2 separate regions of the Zea mays genome follow, and region 1 is linked to region 2. Evidence: chromatin contacts called from public Hi-C data. All regions are on one chromosome and are shown on one strand. The core of a region is the stretch at or near the end of the contact, and the rest is flanking DNA. Distances in the headings are between cores, read along the strand shown. Region 1 holds the start of LOC606473 (acetylcholinesterase 1). Region 2 holds the start of LOC100284324.

Evidence for each region. Hi-C and Micro-C count contacts between places; a contact is called where the count stands out from the background.
Region 1: a Hi-C map of leaf shows a contact between it and region 2, with 5 times the contacts expected there. The contact joins the promoter of LOC606473 here to the promoter of LOC100284324 in region 2. A contact is called at or near these places in 2 of 25 Hi-C or Micro-C datasets (ear and leaf).

Annotation. Positions count from the first base shown.
Region 1 is chr7:170,788,344-170,794,875 of Zm-B73-REFERENCE-NAM-5.0, forward strand. It overlaps LOC606473 (acetylcholinesterase 1), which reads right to left and starts at 4,456. Exons shown (of 5, transcript NM_001112330.2): 1 at 4,033-4,456; 2 at 2,345-2,557; 3 at 2,080-2,249; 4 at 1,697-1,967; 5 at 1,127-1,594. The coding sequence starts at 4,300. The coding sequence ends at 1,326. LOC109940924 (threonine--tRNA ligase, chloroplastic/mitochondrial 2) reads left to right here and starts at 4,870. Exons shown (of 8, transcript XM_020541306.2): 1 at 4,870-5,328; 2 at 5,502-5,648; 3 at 5,777-5,924; 4 at 6,021-6,274. The coding sequence starts at 5,029. It overlaps LOC109940925 (a long non-coding RNA gene), which reads right to left. Exons shown (of 3, transcript XR_002263673.2): 3 at 6,322-6,532.
Region 2 is chr7:170,511,821-170,518,453 of Zm-B73-REFERENCE-NAM-5.0, forward strand. It overlaps LOC100284324, which reads left to right and starts at 3,425. Exons shown (of 2, transcript NM_001370621.1): 1 at 3,425-4,800; 2 at 5,610-5,852. The coding sequence starts at 3,493. The coding sequence ends at 5,699.

The DNA.
Region 1 (6,532 bases), core at 3,206-5,705, 280 kb after region 2:
TTTTTGTCCATGTGAACCAATGCGCCTTTTTTTAACTTGTATGATCGCGGGTCAACAACTTTTAAAAATAACTCGAGGACAACACAAAAATCATGGCTCTAAATAGATGTTCCATTGACCACGGGAAAAAAACCTGGTTATATCATAACAATTAGAACTTGTTCGATTATTTTCGATCCATATGGATTAGAGGAGATTGATATGGATTAAGAAATATTTTGACTTACTAGGGATTAAAACCCTTCAATTCCCCTCGATCCATATGGATTGAGGTAGAACCGAACATGGCCTTATTAGGCCTTGGTTTCAAAAAACAGCACCCCCAAACAGATCCTTAGGGCCAAACTGTTTGGGGACATTGTTTTCTTAGGTCTTAACAAGAGACCATGACCATGTCACCAGATTCTATACTAAAATTCTGTCAATAGGGACAATTTTAATGTTTATTCTTTTCAACAAGTGCAAAATAAATAATGTCACCAGATTTTTGTAGTAGCAAGAATACCCCCTGGTCAAGCTGCTAGTGCAACCCCTGAGCATTAAGGGTCTGTTTGGTTGGGTTGTGACTGTGAAAAAGGCTGATATGAGCTGTGACTCTGTGAGCTGTGGAAAAGCTGTTGTGGACTGTTAAAAAACTAAAAACCGTTTGGTCGAAACTACTAAAAGTCGTTAAAAGTTCTTCGATATATGTTTTCACAGTTCCAACCGAAAGCCACTAAAAGCAGGTCCAGAGGTGCTTCTAGTTTTGCACTGCGAGAAAGTTGAAAAAGTTATTTGCTGGATCCAGACCTTTAGTTTGGCTTTTGGCTTTTAGAGTGTAAAAGCTAAAGACAAAAGCCAAACCAAACATACTCTAAGGCTCTGTTCGGTTTTTAGGGATTGGAGCCTAGATTGATTCTTAGCTGGATTATTTCTCTAATTTATATAGATTTTGATGACCTGTGACGAATTTCGATTTATTTCTATACAAGCGAACGGGTCCTAAGAATACCAAGAAGCTTTCTACCCACCTCCCATTCTTGGCGATGCCTGTCTAAAATATTTCGTTTGCTCATTCTCTGTATCGGTACAAATTGGCGCCTGTGATGATCGATATTTCAATCCTTCACAACGTAAGCTATTGTTTCGTGGTCATCGATCCTCTATTGATGGAAATCATTGCTCTTGGATCTCTGATTTGCATGTCCCTTATTACAAAGTGAAGCCGTGCACCTCGTCCTCGAGCATGCTTGCTCCTTCGATTTACACTTGCAAAGTTACACAGCCAGAAACAGCTGCAGCTGCAGCTGCAGCGTGGCCATCGCGGCGAGCGACACGGGGCCGATTCATTGCCCTCTGCTATGGCACGCCTGCCTGAGCGCCACGGGCGGGTCCGAGAGCGCGCCGGCGACGATCTGGTCGAACACGAACTTGTTGGCAGCCTCGGTGAAGTGCACGCCGTCCCAGCTCACCCTCTTGGAGGGGTTTTCGCACGACTTCCCCACCACCACCGACGTCCCGTTCACCTGCTTCTTCCCGCCGCAGCCGACGCTCAGGTCTAAGTTGTACCGGCCGCCGCCGTACCCGCAGCATGTCAGCAGAGGGTCGTCGAAGCCTGCACCACAAACAATACAAACATGAGCTCCTTCCGCGCGAGGAAACGTTCAGAGCCAGCCAGCATTAGAATTTAGAAACAACACCAACATGAACGCCTTACCGAGCTTATTGGCCTGGCTGATGAGCTTGTACTTGGCGGTGTAGACGTCGACGTAGGTGAACGCGGCGTCAGGGTGCGTCTTCCGGAGGCTCGCCACAGTCTCCTTGAGCCTGAGGTTGAATAGCTGCGCGACCTTGTTGTAGGTGACGGAGCAGCCGGTGCCGTCCGCTGGGATGGCGAGGTCAGGGCGGTGCAGCAGCGCGTAGGGCAGGCAGCCGAGCGGCCCTGTGTTGTGTATCCAGAAGTACCTTCCTCCACGCGAGTACACGCTCTGCAAATTTGCATGTATTCAGCTAAATGAGCAGACCATCCATGGAACGTTGTGTGTGGTAACATCTTCCAAAGAGCAACAGCAACTTGATGCTTGCTCTGCCAAAGAGCACCTGGATTATAGATGTGAGCCTCTCCATCAGATCAGGGATTATGGCTTCGACTTCTTCGGTGGTATTGTTAACAAAGTAGCTTGAGGTGATGTCGTTTTGACCGATGTCGAAGGTGTAAAGTGCCTGGGAGAAGTACTCCGCCCTTGGTAGGATCTCCCTGTAGATACCGCCTACATGTAGAAGAGTAAGTGTTACTGAATAAAATCTTGACGGGATAAAACATAAAAATACTGATGGAGATGGTTTGGGGGGTTTCTGTTGTCACCTTTGTTGTTGTAGACGAGTTGGCTTCTGTTGATGAATTGTTCAAACTCCCAGAACTGCACGTCCAAGGAAATGGGGCTGAAACCAGAGAGGAACAGCGATGTATTCTGTCTTCTGATCGATGAACCAGCTGTTGCAAAGTTGGCTCCCTGTGTGAAGTTGCTTCCGATCGAGTTCAGGTACGCACTGAGGTGAGTCAGCCCCAGGCTTTCAGCTGCAGTTCGGGAAACGAAGAGATAAAGAGTAAATCAAGAAGCACCATTTGATCATTTGTCGCTGAAGAGTTACTGTCTTGGCGCTAGTCTATGGCAAAACAACTCGACACTTAATGATCAGTACATTCCAGTTGGCGAAGTCTAGGCCTCTAGGGACAGAAGCTTCTGTTACCAGTTGACATTCATTGCGAAATCTAAACTGCGAGGTGCATGAATTTGGCCAAACACAGTGAAGCCTTCCGAAAATTCAGTAGAAATATAGAACGAGGTAGTTCCATACAAGTTGAAGCCTTGTGCATTCAGTTTCTTACTGAATTCATGCATTTCGAACAGGACCTGCATGTGTTTTGTAGCACTTCCCACTGTCTGCTGTTCAGATTCTAGTGTTATATATACCCTTAAAGTTACCAAAGGACAGATTAAGAAAAAAATGTCAGTGTCACCCTTTATCCTTCAACTCTGGTGACAATCTATAAAGTGAAACATCCGTATTTGATAAAAAATATTCCTCCACTGCCACCCAAATCTGATTCCCTCCTCATGCCGCTTTGCCCCCACTATATTTTCATGTACCTACTACCACAATAGGCTAATGCTTCTTCCTGTCCTTCCCAATATCAGCATCCCCAAAAGGTTAAAGAGGAGTTCGTCTAAAATAAAAAGGGCTAAAGGAAGATCAACAGGGCATCTCCATTGCTCGTACTGTATCTCCCAACAGCATGGCAGTGGCCTATGATCGTATGCAAAGATACTTTGCCCGAATCACTGAACTTTTTGTCAGATTGCTTGGAATGAAACCAAGATCGTGCCAGAAAGGCAGGTCAAAATAATCACACGACACGCGTGCTCACGTGCTGGATTGAGACGGGGACGCGCATCATGGTTGCCCTGGGGACATGCCCGCACGCGCATGGGCCGGTCGAGGTCGAACGGAGCCCATGCTCGTCCGGCACGCGGCACATGGTCTGAGGCCGGTGTTTCAGGGGTCATGGTCTCGTGTCAGGGACTCGGGGTTGGCTTTGTCGTTTCAGAGATCCTGAGCAACCGTCTGCTTCTGCTTGCTCGGTTCGGCTCTCTGCTCGTCGCGTTCCAGCCGAGACGAAGTGAGAAACAGATGGTGATTGGTACTAACGAAAACTCTAAAAGCCGTACGTACTGGAGTCCTTGTTACAGGTTACTGCTCTATCTTTTTTTTTTTTTGCCCCAAACTTATCTTCGCCGCGGGACCAAAGGCAGAACGAGTTAACGCTGTGCATTCATTGGTCCCGGCAAGTGAAGGCGGTTTTGGGTGTGTCAATCGATGGGCCCGACGCGCAGTGCAATCATAGCCATGGCCATGGGAGGGCAGGTGAAAAGGTGAACAGTGAAAACCCCCGCGCAGACCGTGTCCATGGCGGCGGGTTCAGCGGCCGAGTGGTTCGGGGGCAGGCCGCAGGCGAGACGTACGAGTACGACTGTACGAGCGCGCACGTACCGATGAAGTCGATGACGAGGCGACCATCGCAGTAGCGGCCGGCGGGCATGCCGAAGAAGGTCCTGCCGTTGGGCGGCGGTGCGGCGCCGAAGAGCGATGACAGGCCGCCCGTGTCCGAGTTGGAGTCGCCGAAGTTGAACACGGCCGGGAAGTGGCAGTCGCCGCCCGCGCCGGCGTCGGAGGGCCGCAGCGCCAGCGCCAGCGCCAGCGAGAGCAGCAGCAGCACGGCTGCTCTACTCCCCGCCGTGGCAGTCGCGGCCGTGGCCATTTCCCTCTCCCTGCGTGGCTGCGTCGCGTCGCTTGTGGCGGCACGGTGGGGACTGGGGAGTGAGAGTGAGGCCGGGGCGCGGATGTCTGTCGCGGACTCGCGGTGCGCGGTGGCGGTGGACTGATGTAGTAGTGGGTCGTGGCCTCGTGGGTTCGGAGGCGGATGGGGACTGGTCAGTGGATAGATAGAGACATCAGATATGGGCCGGCACGCACGCGGCTCCGGTGCCGTGGCCCGTGGTCCGTGGCGTGGCGCGCGCGCGCGCGAGCTTGGTGGGAAGACACGGCGGTGACGTGACGGTGCGGCGCTCGCCTTTCTCGGAGAAGGGAGAACGGTGTGCCACCGCTAATTCCTGTAGCGTTTCCTGCTGTTTGTGGAGCACGCGCGGCACACACCTGGACGAGCATCCCAATCCCAGATAGAAAGAACACACGGTGGCGTGGCCCTGCTGAGCTCCGCATCTACAGTTAAACCATGATCTATCTAAACGTTCTGCAGACTTACTTGCACACGTTTGCCCCTAAATTCTGTTTGCACGCAACAGTTAATCCGTGTTTGTTTCAGCGTTCTCCGGCAGCGGGTCATCTTTCGGCCAAGTAACGAGCCGTTCCGTGGTTCAGCCGAACGATATCCGAAGTCCAGACGGGGTAACGTGCGGCGTGCCAAAGACGAGGGAACGGCGGAACGCCCGCCACACGCTCCCCGAGCTCGGCGTCGCCCGGGCCACAATGGCGGCCCCATCCGCTTCCGCCCCGTTGCTCCGCTCCCACCCCCACCACGGCTCGCTCTTCCCCTCGTCACCGCGCCACCGTCCCGCGGCCGCTTCTCTGTCTGGGTTCCCGCCCCTCAGACCCGCCTCAGCCCGCAGGCTCCCATACACTGCGGTGCGGTCCTCCTCCACCGCCTCACCCTCGGCACCAGTAGAAGATGCTCCCGCGGCCGCGGCTCCGACCGGGGACGCGGAGGAGGAGCGGGTGGTGCTCCCCACCAACGAGTCCTCCGAACGCCTTCTGCGCATCCGGCACACCGTACTGCCGCTCCCCTTCTCCCCCTATGTTACAGTGCTTGAACTGGCCTAATCGTATGCTTAATTTGGTCTCGGTTCTCACCAAAGTCCCGTCACTCTAATACCTGTACAGTTTAGTGTCTCGTCAAAACTATAGACACCTTAGTATACTGTCTTTCACAATTGTTGCTGTAGTGCGCCCATGTGATGGCCATGGCTGTCCAGAAGCTCTTCCCCAACTCCAAGGTGACAATAGGTCCCTGGATAGAGAATGGTTTCTACTACGACTTCGACATGGAGCCCTTGACGGATAAGGACCTCAAGAAAATTAAGAAGGAGATGGTGAGTCTGCATTCCTGCACTGAGCATGTGCGAATTGACCTGAACTGCAAAGTGGCTGTTTTAATATTCAGGGAAAAAAATAGTGGCGGTTTTGATTTGTCAATTTGGTAATTTCAATTGTTTGATAGGATCGGATCATCCGACAGAACCTCCCATTGGTGAGGGAGGAGGTGTCCCGAGAAGAGGCTCAGAAGAGGATTGAAGCACTCAATGAGCCTTACAAGCTGGAGATTTTGGAGAGCATTAAGGAAGAACCAATCACCATATACCACATTGGTTAGCCTTGTAAATCGGTGACTTGGATATCTCAAAACAAGAGAGATTGGTTTGTTTATGCTAGCGTGTATTGATGATATCCTGCGTGTCATGTAGGAGAAGAGTGGTGGGATCTCTGTGCCGGGCCTCATGTGGAGTCTACTGGAAAAATAGACAGAAAGGCTGTTGAACTTGAGTCCGTTGCTGGTGCTTACTGGAGAGGTGATGAGAAAAACCAAATGCTACAAAGAATATATGGAACTGCTTGGGAAAATGAAGATCAGTTGAAGGCTTACATCCACTTTAAGGAGGAAGCCAAGCGACGAGATCATCGGCGATTGGGCCAGGAACTTGATTTGTTCTCTATACAGGTGCGTCTTACATCTTGGTTTCTGAGAAAGCATGCATAATTATAGACTAGTTATGTACCCGTGCGTTGCTACGGTATCAACATGTTATAATAAAACACATTGAAATGCAGAAGCAATAATTGTCGTTCTATGCATTTGTTAGCATCTTTTAAAGATAAAGGAGGTTTACATACATAAAAAATGTATAGATATGTGTCTATGCTTTGACATAGAAATTAAAAACATCATAAAACATTAATACAAAAAGATGATAGATAC
Region 2 (6,633 bases), core at 2,175-4,674:
AATTACTCCCGAAACATATGATAGAACTTAGTTGGAAAACCATATAGATCTTGGTGCTTTGTTATTGTTGACGCTGATCTGGACGCCAATCACTGTGGTGTACCGCTTGACGGTACTATGTGGCGGCGCGTCACACCCGGTTTTGCAAGGTAAACCGAATGCGAACCATGTACGTGTTAGGTCACCCGATGGAGTATGGTCGTCTTCCTCATCACGGCGCCCAGATCCCGTCCCTCGGGGGAGAGACCTTAGAGCGCTCCGAATCAACAGGTCACCCGAAATCCCAACATGGCGTAGAGTCGCCTAGGGACGAGAAAGAATTCGGGTCGGTGATGAAGACCTAAATATATTCACCCTCCTAGCACATAACTAGGAAGGTAGGGACCTCGTCAGAGCAAGATCCTAGGGTCGTCTTGGGTGGACAGGCCACCGAAGACGGATCTAGACGATGTAGAGTCGAACAGAGGTAGAGGCGAAAACTACAACTAGACTATGTTACATCTACTCTTAGGGCAACAATGATAAATAAAGTAATTGATTTGATTGAAATGTGTTCGGTGGTTCTTAATCGACCGTACCCCTTCTATATATAGGAGGAGTTCTAGACCCGATTCTAGACGACAGCGAACAAATCTCACGTGATTAGATGGATAACACACACGAGATAAGGATAACCGTCCGAGTTAATCTAATAGCGTGGGCGCGGACCGTCCACCACTTTGGTGTTCACATTTATATTCCATCTAAAAAATTACTTCTTTAACCTATTTTTTAGTAAACATTATTGTTAAAAAATATTCTCTGCTTCACCCGTGGTATGTCATCAACTCTATTCTCCAACACAGTAAAGTTATTCTCTTCTAGTGGTCCAAACAAATTCTAGTAATAAGAGGTGATGTGCTCTTTTAGTTCACCACCATATTTAAAAAATTGTATTTGTTCCCTTCCAATTAGAAAATGCGTGCTTCCCCGTGCTTACCATTAGCAATAAGCTGAAAATATCTTTTGTTATCATCACCTTCTAATAGATGCTTAGTCTTTGAACACTAAAACCAAGATATATCTTCTCTCAACAAATGAGAGATAATGTCTTTGAGACAACAAAGGGTATCTTGTTCATTACCCAACAAACGGACGGTTGGGCTGGGATCATTTTGTTTACTGGAGACAATACCTGGGCGCTAACTCCAGGGCCGACTAGCCGAACGGGCCGGGCTATTTACAAGCCGGGAATGGAGACTTCTTGAATAGCCTTTTGCCAGGTAGATTATCCGGTAAGTACCTCCTCTCTGGCAAAATACCGTACCAATAAAAACTTGTTTAGAAGCAAAGCATTTCATCGAGTATACGAGAATATACTTCGCTTAAAGCGAAGGCTGGTTTTGGATCGTTCACGCAACAAATGATGGCGCTTTTGCTCACTACGCTCCATCCATGTCGATACAGCAGGTAAGGTACTGGGAGCTGATTTGCAGTGGCAGACAACGTAATGACGGCCGCGCCGATCCAACAGTGGGTTGACAAGCGTTACAGATGGGAGGAGGACGCATCAACGCCGACCGACTAATCCACTATAGCCAGTGGATTAATGCCAATCACGTAGCTTGAAATCGCACACTCTCACCACCGTCATCCTCGTATATGTTCGCAATGTAAAAACATCAATCGTGTGTGGTGACTGTGGTCGCCGTATACCTGACGTAAAAAAACAGCAGTCCACATTCGGGGGGTCGTCGACACTTGCACCACGCACTCATCGCTGCACCCTTGAGAACACGAGACACATCTAATGGTCATCGTGTCTTGACAGAGTAGTACAATAGTTACCATCGTGTCTTGTCGGTTAATGTGATATGATCCAATTTTGGGTTGGGTGATCTAATGGTCATGGTTTTTTTTTGGTAGACTTTCACTGGTACGACTATTTGGTCGATTGGAGCTATAAATACCCACCAATCAGCCAACACATGTGCTTTTTCCCCGTTTAATAGCTCCAGCGACCCACATATCGTGTGATAAGGAGCCATTGTCTAGTGAGAGATTTCATAATGAAACTTTGCTTAGTTAACAACCTCATTAACACATTAGAGAGTAATTATGGTGCACCCATTCAACTTATTGGTCTTGGCATGATCAAGCAAGAGTTTGTACTTATTACTATTGATGATCGCCATCACCTAAATGGTTCAGTGGCGATCGAAGTGCAACGATCACCTAAAGAGTTTGTGGATGGCTCAACTTGGGACTTATACATGGTTGTGAGCGATTCACTGTACTTATACCGGACTGACAAAAACTACATCATAAAGACCTTCTAGTCCTTACACGGACCAAGAGAAAGTGACACCCTTACGCGAGTGACAAGGATTAGTGAGAAGGAGTGTTGACTTTTCGAGACTTCACAAAACCATTAAGGTGCCTTCTAACTCTTTTATTACTTTACGTATTTAATATTGAGAAATTTACTCTAAGAATCACATTTTTAAATTGATATATTAATGTAGGGCTAGAAATTAGTGCTTAAAACTTTGATTATACATTAGCCACTTAGATGAAGCCCACTAACGAGTAACGATATGGCAATCTCATCTTCCGTTCCATTCTCCAGTATCCAGTCCCAGGGTTTTATTGGCGCACCTGATTACTTTACTTGGACGCGTGATGGACGTCAACGCCGACGCTACGTGAAACCCTTTTGCGAGCACGCGTGGGCATGAAAAAGGAGTGCAAAGCGTCCATCGCTCCTCCATCTCTCGCGTCAGGCGACGCCACGCCATGTTGTGTCCGCGAAAATCTGCCAAATACCGCGGCGCGCAGCTCTCTCTCTATTTCCTCGTGCAAGAAAAAAAGGAGTGCGGAATCTCCCCTGCCGTGCACACGGCCATCCGATCCAACCGTCGGTTTTGTTGTATCTTTCCCCCTACGACCCCACCAAAGTCCCGGCTCCGGAGCCACGCTGTGGCAGCCTGGCAGGATCGTCGGATTGCCCAGAAACGGAACAAGCAACCAAACGGAAAGCGATTCCTTGCTTGCTCCTCCGTTGCTCCCGTTACCGTCCGTCCGTCCTCACTCCTCACTCAGCCCTGCAGCAAAAGCAACCCGTGGTGGTGGTGGCGTGGTGCTCTCTCAGCCATCGTTCACTGCACCAATGGCAGCCCAACCCACTGACAGCTCCGCACACAGCTTTACCGACCCTACGTGCCATTGACTAGGCTCATCGAACTAGAGGTCCGCTAGCGTGCTAGCAGCCGGGATGGCAGCGCAGGCAGCCTGACACCTGTGAGGCCGTCCGCCACAGTCCACAGAGCAAAAGCGGCTACAAAGATCCACAGCGCACTCCCCCCAGGCCCGCCCTGGACTACACAGCAGAAGCATCGGCGGCGAGCGTATACGTATACACCACCACCAGTACAGCATCCATTCCAACTACCTTCCCCATCCCTACCCATCATCACCCTCACCAGTCACCACTCGCCACCCTCGCCCGCCCCCATGGTCTCGCTCGCTGGCTCCCAGATCCCCTCGCCTTCGCCGGGGCAGAGCCCCTGCGCGGCCGCGCGCCCGCAGCGCCGCCAGGGACACTCCATGCGCACCATCCGCTCCGCTCTGCTGCAGCCGGACTCCTCCCCTGGGTCCCCGTCCCCGCGCGATGGCGGCGCCGACGCGGGCGACTCGGACATTGAGAACCTCACCGACTCCGTCATCGACTTCCACCTCCGCGAGCTCGCCGCCACCGCGGGGCCCGCGCACCCGGCGGCCGTCGCCAAGTCCTCTTCCGCCATCAACGCCGCCGCCACGGAGCTGCTCGACCTGTCGCGGGACTTCTCCGACTACTCCAGCTTCAACTCCGACATCTCCGGCGAGCTCGAGCGCCTCGCTGCCGCGGCGGGGGCGGCGCCCAGATCCGACGCGCCGGACGCGGCCGCCGTGGATCTGAACGACCTCGAGTCCATGGATCTGTCGGCGGACGCGGCGCCGCTGGACCGCGTGGAGCCGTTCGTGCTGGCGTGCGTGCGGGCGCTGGGGCCCGACGCCGGGCCGGACGCGCGGCGCGCGGCCGCGGCCAGGATACGCCTGCTTGCGAAGCACCGCTCCGACATCCGCGAGCTGATCGGCGTGTCGGGCGCCATCCCGGCGCTCGTGCCGCTGCTGCGGAGCACCGACCCCGTGGCGCAGGAGAGCGCGGTCACCGCGCTGCTCAACCTCTCGCTCGAGGAGCGGAACCGGTCCGCCATCACGGCCGCCGGCGCCATCAAGCCGCTCGTCTACGCGCTGCGCACCGGCACGGCGCCGGCCAAGCAGAACGCCGCGTGCGCGCTGCTCAGCCTCTCGGGCATCGAGGAGAACCGCGCCACCATCGGGGCCTGCGGCGCCATCCCGCCGCTCGTCGCGCTGCTCTCCGCGGGCTCCACGCGCGGCAAGAAGGACGCGCTCACCACGCTCTACCGCCTCTGCTCCGCGCGCAGGAACAAGGAGCGCGCCGTCAGCGCCGGCGCCATCGTGCCGCTCGTGCACCTCATCGGCGAGCGCGGCAGCGGGACGTGCGAGAAGGCCATGGTGGTTCTGGGGAGCCTCGCGGGCATCGCCGAGGGCCGTGAAGCCGTGGTGGAGGCTGGCGGGATCCCCGCCCTGGTTGAGGCCATCGAGGACGGCCCTGCCAAGGAGAAGGAGTTCGCCGTGGTGGCGCTGCTGCAGATGTGCTCCGATTCCCCGCATAACCGTGCGCTTCTTGTACGCGAGGGCGCCATCCCACCGCTTGTCGCGCTATCGCAGTCTGGCTCTGCCCGTGCCAAGCACAAGGTACGCAGCACAAACCCCGCCTTTCTCTTCGTCAAATTTCGGTGCTACTAGGTGTTCACGTCTAGCTATATTCTTCTATTGGCTAATCGGGCATGAGTTGCCTTGCTAAATTTCGTTCGTTCGAGTGATATGGCGATTGTTGATTGGTAGATTAATGTTGAAGTCGTTTCGAGCGTTTACTGATACGACTGAAGTCACCTCGCCAGTCAGTTAAGAACTGATTGTCCTAAACAGGATGCAGAGTTTGAGTTTGATTGAAGTCTGATTGACACCAAGTACCCTGAAAACGAAAAGTACACTTAACCTAGACGAAGGGAAGCGCTCGCTGTACATGTACTCGTGGTTTAGGTAGATTTTCTACCTGTTCCTAACAAATGCTCGGTGTTATCCACGTTTGTTAAAAGGCCTTCGTGCTAGGTGGTAGCATGCATATCAGGTCAGGTGTTGACCTCAAGATTCCATTCAGATTGTGGAGATACGCGCTCCTTCGTTTTTTTACATTGTCAAGTACTCAAGTACAGTTGAGGATCTGTTTAAAAAAAAATCTTCCAAGGACTATACAGGAGGATATGTTTGATGTCTTCTGCTATGCAAGTCAACACTGCAGTGCTTTTGCTACTTGCTTTGGTCCTTGGAGGGAACAACGCACCATGTTAAATTAAGAAAACTCCTAGTTTCTTTAAAGAGAGAAGATGAATATAACTTGGAACAAGTCTGGCTTACAGGTTACAACGCATGTGGTAATCAGTTTTAGTGAATCTGAAATTCTAGAAGTTGTGGAGTCTGAGTTTTTGTCGCATAATTTGCAGGCTGAGACTTTGCTTGGCTACCTGCGGGAGCAGCGACAAGGGGTTGCCTGCAGAGCTGGAGCAGTGGCAGCTACTAGCTTGGCTAGGTAAAAAGGCAAGAGCTATGGTCGAAATCTGCTCCATTTATTCTCTGTGAGAGGTGTTGAGAGCAGATCAGCGACGCCAGGGGGGCGCATCTGTAAATAACAGCTGGCTCTGGTTGGTTTGGCTATGTGTCTATGTGAATACACATGTGGTTTGCGAGTGAGGATGCTTGGTTGGTTACTAACGTAACGTCAGTTAAGAGTCTTAAGAGGGAGGAGGGTTCAGGGGTCCCAGGTTATGCTATTAGAAGATTTGGGTGGTAATGAAGATGATGCTGGTTTGTAGCTGTGTACAGGGTGCTAGGGTATGCTTGCTTTGTCTTTTCAGGTTATCCGGAATGTTGGATCGCCAACCATGTGATTTTTTTTTTTTTTTTTGCTTGAGGTTCCGAGTCCAAATTCGTCTGTTCCTTTTTATCTACTCAGGCCTGGCACATGGTTTGCGAACATTTCGTGATTCTTATTTTTGTTATCAGCGCTGTCATGGATGATGGGGCTGGTGTTTCCTCCCCGTGCCTTTAATACGAACTCTAGTGTACGTATACTATCAAAAAGATGGAGCTAGCACTTGTAAACACACGTCAAGGTTACATAGACTGAGATTTGACGGGATATGAGTATGCATGCCGCCGATGGAAGTTCCTGATATCAGCCAACCATTTGGCTTGGCTTTGGCTAGCTGTCACGAACAGCGACTCCTTTTAATGGCTGCTCTAGATCCATCTCATCCATCTTGTCAGCTCTTATCGCTATCAGAAACGGAGCACAATAACCCAAAATGCGCAAGCCCTCGCGCAAAATCTCAAAGACTGCCCTGGATCTTCCGCTGGTTATAAATATAATTGCCATCTCGGTGAGACAAGATCGGCGCCACACGCCCCCGTTGCGCTGCACAGGCTGCATATAAAGCCCAGGTCGTCGCTGTCCTGGCTAGCTGGCCG